Regions from separate parts of the Zea mays genome. Here all the other regions are linked to region 2. A link is a contact called in public Hi-C data. All regions are on one chromosome and are shown on one strand. Each heading gives the region's core, a stretch centred on a gene start, on an enhancer-like site or on the middle of the called end of the contact. The rest is flanking DNA. Distances are from core to core; before and after follow the strand shown.

Region 1 (3,493 bases), core at 299-2,798, 180 kb before region 2:
CCATGCATTGCTAAGTGATATGCATAGAGGAGAGAGTGTATGCAATTTTAGATTTCGGTCAGACCACGAAAAATGCATCGTTATTGTACATGCTCTATTATATTGGAAGGTGTTTTTTTACCGAAACAGTGGTTGTGAGCGATACTTAGGGTCAGGGTCGTTCCTGAGATTTTAGGGGCCCTGGGCGAAAACTTATAAGTAGGCCCTTTTAACCCATAAGTAGGTCCTTTTAACCCATGTGTATATATATATAATATCTATATATGCATATATATAATTATAAACATATATGTTGAAAGGTTCAAAAATTATATTAACTAAATTAATAAAAACTTACTTGGCACATTGGATTATCTTATAAAGTTTCTTCGAACACTCTTTAATACAGAGACATTGAGTATGTTATTAATATCGACATATACTATTTCAATCTTGATGATATGATATAACCATATATGTGGACGTAATCGTAGCTTGTCTCTTATATAACCGTAATTACTTGGCAAGAATTAGGGCACTTTGGAAATAGGAAATGACGTATACCGTATACTAGTAAAGTGTTCGTACATTGCTACGTTTTCTATTTACGATTAAGTATATAATATAAAACATAAAGACATGTGTGTTCTATTGGCTAAGTGAGTGTAAATGTTGGTTTAAAGCCAACAATTATGGTTTGAATCCTTATTGTACATAATGTTAGCATTTTTCATTTAAATATAGAATGCACAATGACAGTGGAAATCATGGAACTAGAAAAATGGTGTTTAAATATAGTAGAGACGTGAACGTGATCATAGCTTGGCTTAGATATTTTGATCGATCAACTAACAAAGCGAATGTTGTTTGTTTAGTCTGATTTAATCACCAAACACTGTACTTAAATATATACTTAGTGGGGGGCCCAACATTTTGGGGGCCCTGGGCGGCCGCCCGGCTCGACCACCCCCAGGTCCGGCCCTGCTTAGGGTGTGTTTGGTTGGACGTACAAGAAGGGATAAAAGAGGACGACCATATTTTCTAGTGTTTGGATGCGAGTTACGCAAGAGCAAGGTAAACACGGGAACAATTTTTGATGGCGGCGTGATTAAAAAATAAAGGGGACAATGTCACCCCGCCTCATTTTAGTTTGATCTCGAACAAACGCATCCTTATTACCTGTGTGCATCGCGTGATGCATAACGCCGTTGGGTCGGTCTAAATTATGAATCACATCTATAATACCTACATTCGCAATGTAGGATTTTTCTCCTGCTGGTTTTCACATAAATAATAAACCGTTTGTTTGGTCACTGCCTCACTGCAATTTCGTTGTCATAACTCAAACAGAGGTCAGGGTCACGCGACATTGCAATGTCACGGACAAAATAATGACGTCTTTTCCGTGGAACAGTGGTCCGCGATGCGGCCGCTACTTCTGTCCGCGGACCCCACCGCCAGCTTCAGGGGCTACGTGCACCGAGTCCAGCTGTTCTCGTGGACGTGGCCTTCCGCTCTCCTCCCTCTTCAGCTTTTTCCACCTCTTCTGCAGTTCTTCTCGTGCGCCCTCACAGTAGACGTGCTAGGCTGCTAGCTAGGAGCAGCTCGCTGCAGTGCTTGCTGCCACTCTTCTGTCTCCTCTTGCTGCTTCTCGCTCGCTCGTCTTTAAAGCTGTCGCCTTTTGCCGCTCTCGGCGACTCGGCTCCTGCCTCCTGCCTCCCCTCCTCCTAGTCGGCTCCTCCTGAACCCGCTGGGTTCCTCGTCTGTCGTCTCCTTCTGTTTCGACATTATCCGGCAACCGGGCGGGCTAGCCAGCACTGCTGGTTCTGGGAGGCGTCGCTGGGCGGGTGCGCGCGTGTTTTGCAGTCGATGGCCGAGGCTCCGTGCACCGTCGCGGGGGGCGGTTTGCGCGGACGCGGTGGTACGCTGTGATGCCGGTCAGCAGCTGGCGACGGTGCCCGTGCGTCTCTTGGCTGCTGGTGCGCGCGCGCGGAAAGCTGAACAGGTGAACGCGTCATTCCTCAGAGCCCCCGTTTCGCGTACCTCTGCGGCGAGCCATTGCGTGTTCTTGCGATTTTTTTGGGATTTCTTTCGACTCTGTCAAGCGATCTTCTGGTTGAGCTTTTATCTGCTTTTGCGTGGGAAGTGTGTGTGTGGGATAAAAATTGCGGATTTGAACTGCCGCTCATCTTGCGCGTTGGATTTTGTGGCCTGCAATCTCGTCTTGCGTTGCGGAATCGTGCGGTTCCAGCGTCGTTTTCCCGATCCCCTGTCCCCGACGCGGCTAATCGGCCGCATTTGCGTGTTCTGCTTCTGCAGTGGCCGCCCCTTTTCTCTCCTCGGTTTCAAGCCAAAAGCTGACTCCTTTGCGTGCTTTTCTACGTTTCTTTGCCTGATGGATAGAGACGGCACTTCGTTTTTTCAGGTTATTAAATCTTTGCTAACACCGATTTCGTTGGAATCTCGCAGGTTTTGATCGGTGTGTGAGAAGGTGGAATTGCAGGTAGCGACGGCGTGAGAAGGGTCCGTTTGAGTGTTTGACAAAGGGGAAGTGGTGGTCGGAGGCGGAGAGGACGGGTGCGTGGTGGAGTTTTGCTTTCGGTGCTGGTCGGTGGCCGTGCAACGATGGCAGCAGCCGTAGCGATGCGGAGCGGGAGCAGCGATGGCGGCGGCGGGTACGAGAAGAGCGGGATGGACACGGGCAAGTACGTGCGGTACACGCCGGAGCAGGTGGAGGCGCTGGAGCGGGTGTACGCCGAGTGCCCCAAGCCCAGCTCCGCGCGCAGGCAGCAGCTGCTACGCGAGTGCCCCATCCTCTCAAACATCGAGGCCAAGCAGATTAAAGTCTGGTTCCAGAACCGGAGGTGAGCGCTGACAAATTAGTCAGCAAATCTGTTGGAGCTTATCCTCGAGGAAGTGAATCTCGATGAATCCTTTTGTTTCTACATCGTAATGATGTGATTGGTAGAACGAATAGCCGTAGAAACATCGTAATGATGTCGTGCAAACCTGAAAGTCTGTTCCATGCTATTCTGAGCAAATGGCCAAAACGTAGTTCGTCTTCTTGATTTTCGCCAGCCCTTTACTATAGCCATGCTGATTCTGATTTGTCCGCTCTAGCTGAATTCTGTGCCCATTCTTTCATGGTGTTAGGTGCCGTGACAAGCAACGCAATGAGTCTTCGAGGCTCCAGTCCGTGAACAGAAAGTTGACTGCAATGAACAAGCTTCTCATGGAGGAGAATGAGCGATTGCAGAAGCAGGTTTCCCAGCTGGTTCACGAGAATGCGTACATGAAGCAGCAGCTGCAGAATGTAAGCCCTGGTTTTGTTAACCAGAAGCCATATCGTGGCATTTCTTTGGAATACCTGCATGCTTCTTGCTGCCTTTTGTTTTCTCTTCTGATACCATCTCTTTACTGCTTACAGCCGTCACTGGCAACTGATGCGAGCTGTGAGTCAAATGCGACCACTCCTGCAAACCTAAGGGATGCGAGTAACCCATCAGGGTAAGTA
Region 2 (3,672 bases), core at 404-2,903:
TTCCCCCCACCCACTCGCATTAATATCAGGCACTATAAAGACCGAAACCAAATCCCCCTTTCCCCACCGTTTCACACTGACAGTTCCACGCGCTGGTTAATCCCGTTCAATTCAAAACCCCGTCTGTACTGCGTACAGCGTACCCTCCATTTGCAACTCGGCTTCCAAGTCAAGTGTACGCGGATACTACTCTTTAAAGTATACCAATTAATGCGCCCATTAATAATGGACAGGTTTGGCTAATCGGGGTTTACCAATTAATGGCACGAAGACTTTCGCAGTCTACCACCAATATCGGTGCGGGGACGGACGGAACCCTAGCGGTAATACCGAAGCTGTAAGAAACTCCTAATTTGTCAGTCAATGCCGGGTTTGTTTATCAGAAGCAACGTCACCGTTACGGCGCGAGAGAGAGATTAAAGAATAGTGGCGGGTTAATGGCCGGCGCAGGGTACGAACAAGTTAAGAGGCTTGATTGCGTTTAGTACATCCATCGCGTAGAGTGGGAACTAAGCTCTGTTCATTAACTAATCCGCGCCCACTTATAATAAAAAAATGAAATCACAGTGGCAAGAGAACGACATGATTGTATTTTGGTCATAAAAGATGAGGAAGAGTTTTTTTTAACCCGATGGCTGAAAAAATAAGCGGGCTCGAGTATTGCAACCTTTTTTTCTTGAATCAAAAGAATCCTCTCTTTTAAAACTAACAAAAAAAAGAAAAGGCACCGGGAATTTTTTGCACGAAAAGAGTTACAGCTTTCCGTACCAATTATCCCCTGCAATTCATGCTGCTCACGAGCTCCAACCCAATCCAAGCAGATTCTTAAAGTTATGACTTCACAACTCGTTCTTTTAGAAAAAAAGAAAAAAACAAGAAAACAGATTATACCACTAGAACGATTCAAACGCAACGGGTGATGTGTTGCTAAATCTCTCCAAAATCGCCAACATTATGTACGATTCGAACGTACATGCCGCGGCGCTGGAACAGGAGGTGCGAACTAAACAGCCAAACTAGACGCCATTTTTTTTAAACCGAGCAAACGCGGACGACTCGCCCTGCATAATCAATAGCCCACGAGAACTCCGTGACGAACTGCAGGAGCAGATGGTTCGAGCGATCTACAGACGATCAACTAAACCCGGACGAGAAGCACCCGCATATCCCCAAATTCCACCGTCGAGAAGCGTTTGAAACAAGCACCCCGAGAAATAGAACTAAAAAAAATACCACGCCAGGGGAAACTACTCGCGCAAAAGCGAGGGGCACGCGGAGGAGGAAGGATAGGGGGCAAGAGGCGCCCGCGCGCGCGGCTTACCAGGATGCGGGCGGCGAGCGAGTAGGACGGGCCGCGCCGCGCGAGCGCGGCGAGCGCGACCTCCGCGGCGGCGTGCTCAGCCTGGCGGAGCGTGCTGAAGAAGCCGGGGCTCTCGAACTGCTCCCCGTTGAAGTTCACCGCCGCCTTGAACCGCGGCGCATGGTCGGGCCCCTCCCGCAGGCACGTGTAAGACGGCAGGTTGAAGCAGCTCCGCTGCGCCAGCTCCTGCAGCTGGTTCTTGTACATGGCCGCCCACCTCCGCACCGAACCCCACCGATGCTCCGAGCGCCGGCCGCCGTGGCCGGAGACGGCGACACCCCTGGAGATCTGCCGTCTACGAGAAGAGAAGAGGGGGAGAAGAGTGCGAAGTGTTGCGGGTGGAACGGGAGGGGGGCTGTTTATATTTTCTTTTTCTGTTCCATTTTTTGGAAGATTTTAATGCTACTGCCTGCCTACGGTTACTAGCCAGGCGGATGACAGCTGGGGTCCCAGCACCAGGCACGCTCCTTCGTGTGTTCGGATTTTCTTTTTCTTTATTTATGTACTAGCACCTAGTGCGATTCTGTATTTTTTTAAAAAAAAATCGTATAGTTTTCATAAAATTCTTAGGTTAGAAACCGATGAATTGGGCAATTGTTTAACCCAATATTTTGGTTCGGTTTTGGGTTCCCTAAAACTTTAGTTTTCAGAAACCAAAACCCGATCGATTGGTTCCAAAACCGGATCGATTTTTTTACTTTGTTTTTCCTGTTTGACCAAAGTCTGCTGTTCAACGCCATTGAACGAGGTCGGCGTCACGTTGATCCCTTGCAATCTGCGTCTCGCCTCACGCCTCGTTTGTCTGGTTTTCATCGCCACGCCACCACAACACGCCCTCCCCAGTCTCCACGCGGTCCGCTCGCTCATACTCGCCAAAACGCCAAGCGCCGCCACACATCATCTGCCTGACTGCCTCACATCCAGACTTGCAGATAGGTTGCGTCGTCACTTGCTCACATAGGTTGCGCAGCCGCCGGTGCGCCGAGACGGCGCCGCTGGTCCGCTGCCGCCCACCGCTACACCTAGGCGAGCCACCTCCGTTACGAGTTCGAGCTGGCTCGTTAAGCTAACGAGCTAGCTCGGCTCGGCTCGTTAAAGTAACGAGCCACAGAGTCAGTTCGGTTCGGCTCGTTTACGAGCTCGAACTGACTCGTTTAGCTCGCGATCTAGAGCAGAAAAAAATAAAATGTACATAATAATTATTTTTAGTTAATTTAAAACTAATTTAACAATAGAAAATATTAATTATACTCATAGTTTCACAAACCACGTCAATATAACATCAAATTAGCACAATTCATCACTCATTAATTCACAATTCACATACATGTTCATCAGTTTAACCCATAATTATATTTGCATAGACCAAATTAACACATAGACATAGTTCATTAACCATTAGTTTAATTCATAGGCCATAGACACCTCACATATATATAACATGTTCATCAATTATTCTGTAAATGATATGCATATAGTTTTATTTTGTTGGAATATGGTAGCTCGTTTAGCTCGCGAGCTGGCTCGTTAACGAGCTGAGCTAGGATGTCAGCTCAGCTCGTAAAAAAATTTAAACGAGTCGATCCGAACCGACCTGATCATAAACCGAGCGAGCCAGCGAGCCACGAACATTTCGTGGTTTATTTTAAGTAATATGTAGAAATGATGATGATGGTTATTAGGTTGATCAAGTGTTTAATATTAGAAAAGAGAAGGAGATGAAAACAATCCTGAAGACAAACAGATATGCTACTTTACATTTCGAGATACCATAAAGCACATGTGTTGAGCACGAGATTTGGCAATTGGGTATGGTCGTACGGTCTGGTCATGTGGTCTGCACGATTTGTGTCTCGGACAATCCACGAGAATAGCCCAGACGATCCGTTATTAGATTAATTCAGATGAGAGTTCTTATCCCGTACGTGTGTATCTGATTAATCGCTCGAAAATCTATTGAAAAGCTCTTAGTAACGGGTTCAGACCTCCATTCTTACATATACGAGGGGTACGACAGATTGAGACATCATCCAATTGATCAAATTAATCTATTCATCAGTTACTTTACATTCTTGTCTTACAGCATCTACAGCAATGGCCTTAAAACATGGTCTTGTCTTAAAAATATAGGACTTACGGTTAAAAATAACTTCCAACAGAGGTCTAATTTTATTAAATTTCATCAAACTAGTTTAGGACTCAGTGACTCAAGTCCTAAATAGAGTATCCGACTATTTGGGCCATATCTATATTTCCACACTACGTACCTTCCGTGAAACTTCACATTCGCCTTCACATCACCCCACTACCGC
Region 3 (3,405 bases), core at 746-3,245, 140 kb after region 2:
AAAACATTTAATTCGACATACTTGCATTAATCGACATTTATCAAATGTAACTAGAGATATTACCTACTTTTAATTAATCTGTTACACTAACATCTCTTAGCTAAAAAAGTAATCTAAATAATATTAGTGACTCTAAGCGAGGCAGATTAACAGCGCAAGACGAAGTGCGCGACATGTGAAACAACACGACAGCATGCGCACGGCGCGTGGATCAATGCGACACACGAGGACTATTAAATAGATAACACGTTTATACTAAACAATTATTAATAAAGAATATTTCAGTTAATATTTACCACGTTGGTGTTTGTTATAAATGCATAAGTTGAAAACCCTAAATTAGATTTAATTGGGACGCTATTTTAATAGTCATCGATCAAACAAACATTTAAATAATTAAATAAAATATGTAACAATAGAGAATAATATTTCTAACAAGTAGACAATTTTAATACAAATCTAACGTGTATTGAACGGAGCGAATCAGATTTAAAATACAAAAGATATTGCATTTTTAAACTAGACTACTTCTCTGCGCACAGTTTTAAAGACATCGCATTTTTAAACTTGTCTTTTTGGTGCAACTCCAGGTACTTCACCAAGTTGGTCTTCGGGTTTCTCGTGACCTCGTTGCTACTCGTAGAAATACATACAATAAACAAATAATGGATATAATAACATTACACCAAAACATGAGACAAACCGTGTAAGAATATTCTACGCGTCGCTACTGAGTTAGAGTGGAAAATATATGGTTTTCTCATGGTTTAAGTGATTAAGCAATAAAACTATTATAACAAATCATGTGGGAAAGATATTCTAAATAACTAATTCAACTTTAATCTATGTTATAACTTAATTAGAAATCATATTTTAGCCAAATTATAGATGGATCAAATTAACTCTGATTAGAATAGATAATCTAATCAACATAGGCTGAACAAATTAGTTATCTATTTTGAAAATAGATTGTATGATATTATAAGGTTACTAAAGTGTAGGCAAGATTATTACGAAGATAACTCAACTTGATCGGATTAAATCGAAGCTAGGATGCAAAAGTTATAGGTTAAATAAGTTTTACGGCATTTAATATTCATTTTGCACTTTAAAATAGATTCCAGGGCTATATTGTAAGTACCAAGGACCTTAATGTAATTACTTTATACATACCAAGGACGACGGGTTTGTTTTAAGAAAGTACGAGGACTCATTTGTAAAACAGAGTCGGTCGAAGGGTATCTTCTGATCTGCATCGTCGGATAAAAAATTGGCGGCATAGATTAGATCAAATCCCCTTTATGAACCGGTACACATCCTCCACCATCCGATCTAAAATATACGACGCTAGGGGGCTCCACTCCAACTTCTAATCTGGAGCATCCGGACATGATCCAACGCTTCGGATGATACGTGTGAAGTGGTATTAAGAGATCTAATCTCAGCCATCGACGATCGATCGAACGGTACACAGCTCCACTATCCTCACCCGCTGCCAACCATGGTGGCGACCCCCCCCCCCCCCCCCCCCCCCGACGGAGGCCCTGCCAGCGCACAACGCCCTAGCGTTTCAGTGTGCAATACTTCAGTTCGAAGGACAATACACGAAGAAGGGACGACGGCTAACAGCATGGGGAAACTCTCACCTCGAATCTAGCAGCAATGAGACCTGGCGACGTGGATGGGCAGCACGGCGATCTCCTGGAAGTATGGTGAGAAATCGCGCATACTCCAACTGGTTATCTCGTGTGAACGTGTCGCAGGAACCATCAGCACCCACCAACAAACCTCCCCGACCACTACACCGGACTAGAGCGTTGGTGCTGGCGGAGGGCAGCTACCCCTTCTCTCTTCCCTCGGTGGTGGTGTTTGTCACGGGGAAGATACCTTAGCTGATGGGTGGGTCCCGCATTGCAGCGAAACAGAGCCACGGTGTCGAAGGACTCTGGTGCGCGCGCGAGTGTGGGAGGCTCTAACAGTGGGGACCATGCGCCCGCGGCCGTGACGGCAAGCACACGTGGTTTGGAGGAGGGCTGGCTGACTCGAGGGGCCACGCATCAGTGGAACCATGCGCTCCAGCGCGGCTGTGGGTAAGTGGACCGGCGCGGAGGGGTAGAGCCCAACAAGGCTGAGAGGGACAAGGAAAGATGACCCATGGGTTTGTTTTCTTTTACTTTTCTTTTATCAATTCCATTTTCCTTTTTTCCTATTTTCAGTTTTTTTAGATTCAACTAATTCAATTTGGTTCAAACTAAATGCACATATAGAACTCCAGCATGTGATGTAACTTTTATATTAATTATTTATTTATGTTTTTATGCATGCAAATGCCCTTAAATAGACAACTCATACACCTGAAAATAGTTTATTCAGAAAAATAATTTTCATTGTGTAGGCCCTGTTTGGCACAGCTTATTTTCAGCTTCTTCACAAATTTAAGCTGAAGTCCTGCCAAACAGGCAGCTTCTGCAGCAACTTATCAGTTCAGCTGCTTCTCAAAATAAACTAAAAGCAGCCAACAAGCAGAAGCTGCTTTTTACCAGCTTATCAGATAAGCTGCTTTTTCAACAAGCAGCAGCTGTCCCAAACAGGGCCGTAGTCTCTACCACGATATGATCCTTTTTAGAGAGCACTTATAAATGTATAGGTCAACAAAGGGATAACTTAATTCACTTAGTGGTCTTTTCATTTGATCTTTTATTACAAAAGATATTCATTTTGGGAGAAGTGACTTCCAAGGTAAGAAAATTCTTATTAGAGGATATTTTAATTTAAAATCTTTTGGAGAATTTTCCAATATAGGAATTTGCGGTGTTACATTCTGTAAAATATCGTTCAATATGCATTTATGCCCTGAAACCATTTTTATATGCATTTATGCCTTTTTTATTTTTCAAATACCTTCTCTGTGGATGAGGGTATGCATCAGGTAGTACATGTTTGGTGATGTGCCTAGTGTTTGCAGTTTGTTCTATATCCTAATTTATTGTTATGCAGGTTCATTTGGACCATTTATAAACGTACAAACTTCACTGATTGGTCTGGTGCTTAATTATATGCTACTTTACATTTATTGAGCCAAAGCACATTATCATCGAGAGGATGGTCTAACTGGAGCCAGTATTTTGATTTTCCCGTTCAGTGTGAATTCATGATGAGCAGCTTATATTTTGATTAAGTTATTTTGTTTGCTGCTTTAAGAGGTGATCATTGTGTCCTCTTGAGGAAGAGGTGGATTTGGTGGGCCGATGAAGCTCAGCTTCTCCCACCAGAGGCATAGTCTTAAACTAAATATGGAATATGGATTGCCCTGTTGCTTACCATTATATCGAGTAGGGGCCTAGGCTCAGGCCCCACTCGTTTTAGTAGACTTTTTATCTTATTTTAATGTATCTGCAAACCCCA

The links. Hi-C and Micro-C count contacts between places; a contact is called where the count stands out from the background.
Region 1: a contact with region 2 is called in a Hi-C map of leaf, with 3 times the contacts expected there. The contact joins the promoter of LOC100192627 here to the promoter of LOC100274309 in region 2. A contact is called at or near these places in 7 of 25 Hi-C or Micro-C datasets (bundle sheath, endosperm, leaf and 1 more).
Region 3: a contact with region 2 is called in a Hi-C map of tassel, with 5 times the contacts expected there. The contact joins the enhancer-like site here to the promoter of LOC100274309 in region 2. A contact is called at or near these places in 9 of 25 Hi-C or Micro-C datasets (bundle sheath, ear, endosperm and 3 more) and 2 of 3 datasets of contacts at active chromatin or transcription factors (leaf and seedling).

The regions. Positions count from the first base shown.
Region 1 is chr1:236,196,724-236,200,216 of Zm-B73-REFERENCE-NAM-5.0, reverse strand. LOC100192627 reads left to right here and starts at 1,548. Exons shown (of 19, transcript NM_001329573.1): 1 at 1,548-1,984; 2 at 2,449-2,843; 3 at 3,133-3,292; 4 at 3,407-3,486. The coding sequence starts at 2,605.
Region 2 is chr1:236,019,581-236,023,252 of Zm-B73-REFERENCE-NAM-5.0, reverse strand. LOC100274309 (Double-stranded RNA-binding protein 2) reads right to left here and starts at 1,653. Exons shown (of 3, transcript NM_001148672.1): 1 at 1,322-1,653. The coding sequence starts at 1,567.
Region 3 is chr1:235,880,336-235,883,740 of Zm-B73-REFERENCE-NAM-5.0, reverse strand. No RefSeq gene overlaps it. Among protein-coding and RNA genes, the nearest start is that of LOC100275748, 17 kb to the right of the region's middle. Within about 2 kb of position 1,995, at least 16 of the 20 cell types and tissues checked have an H3K27ac peak or open chromatin away from gene starts, as enhancers often do. A contact at or near this core is called in bundle sheath, ear, leaf and 3 more, where this site is marked.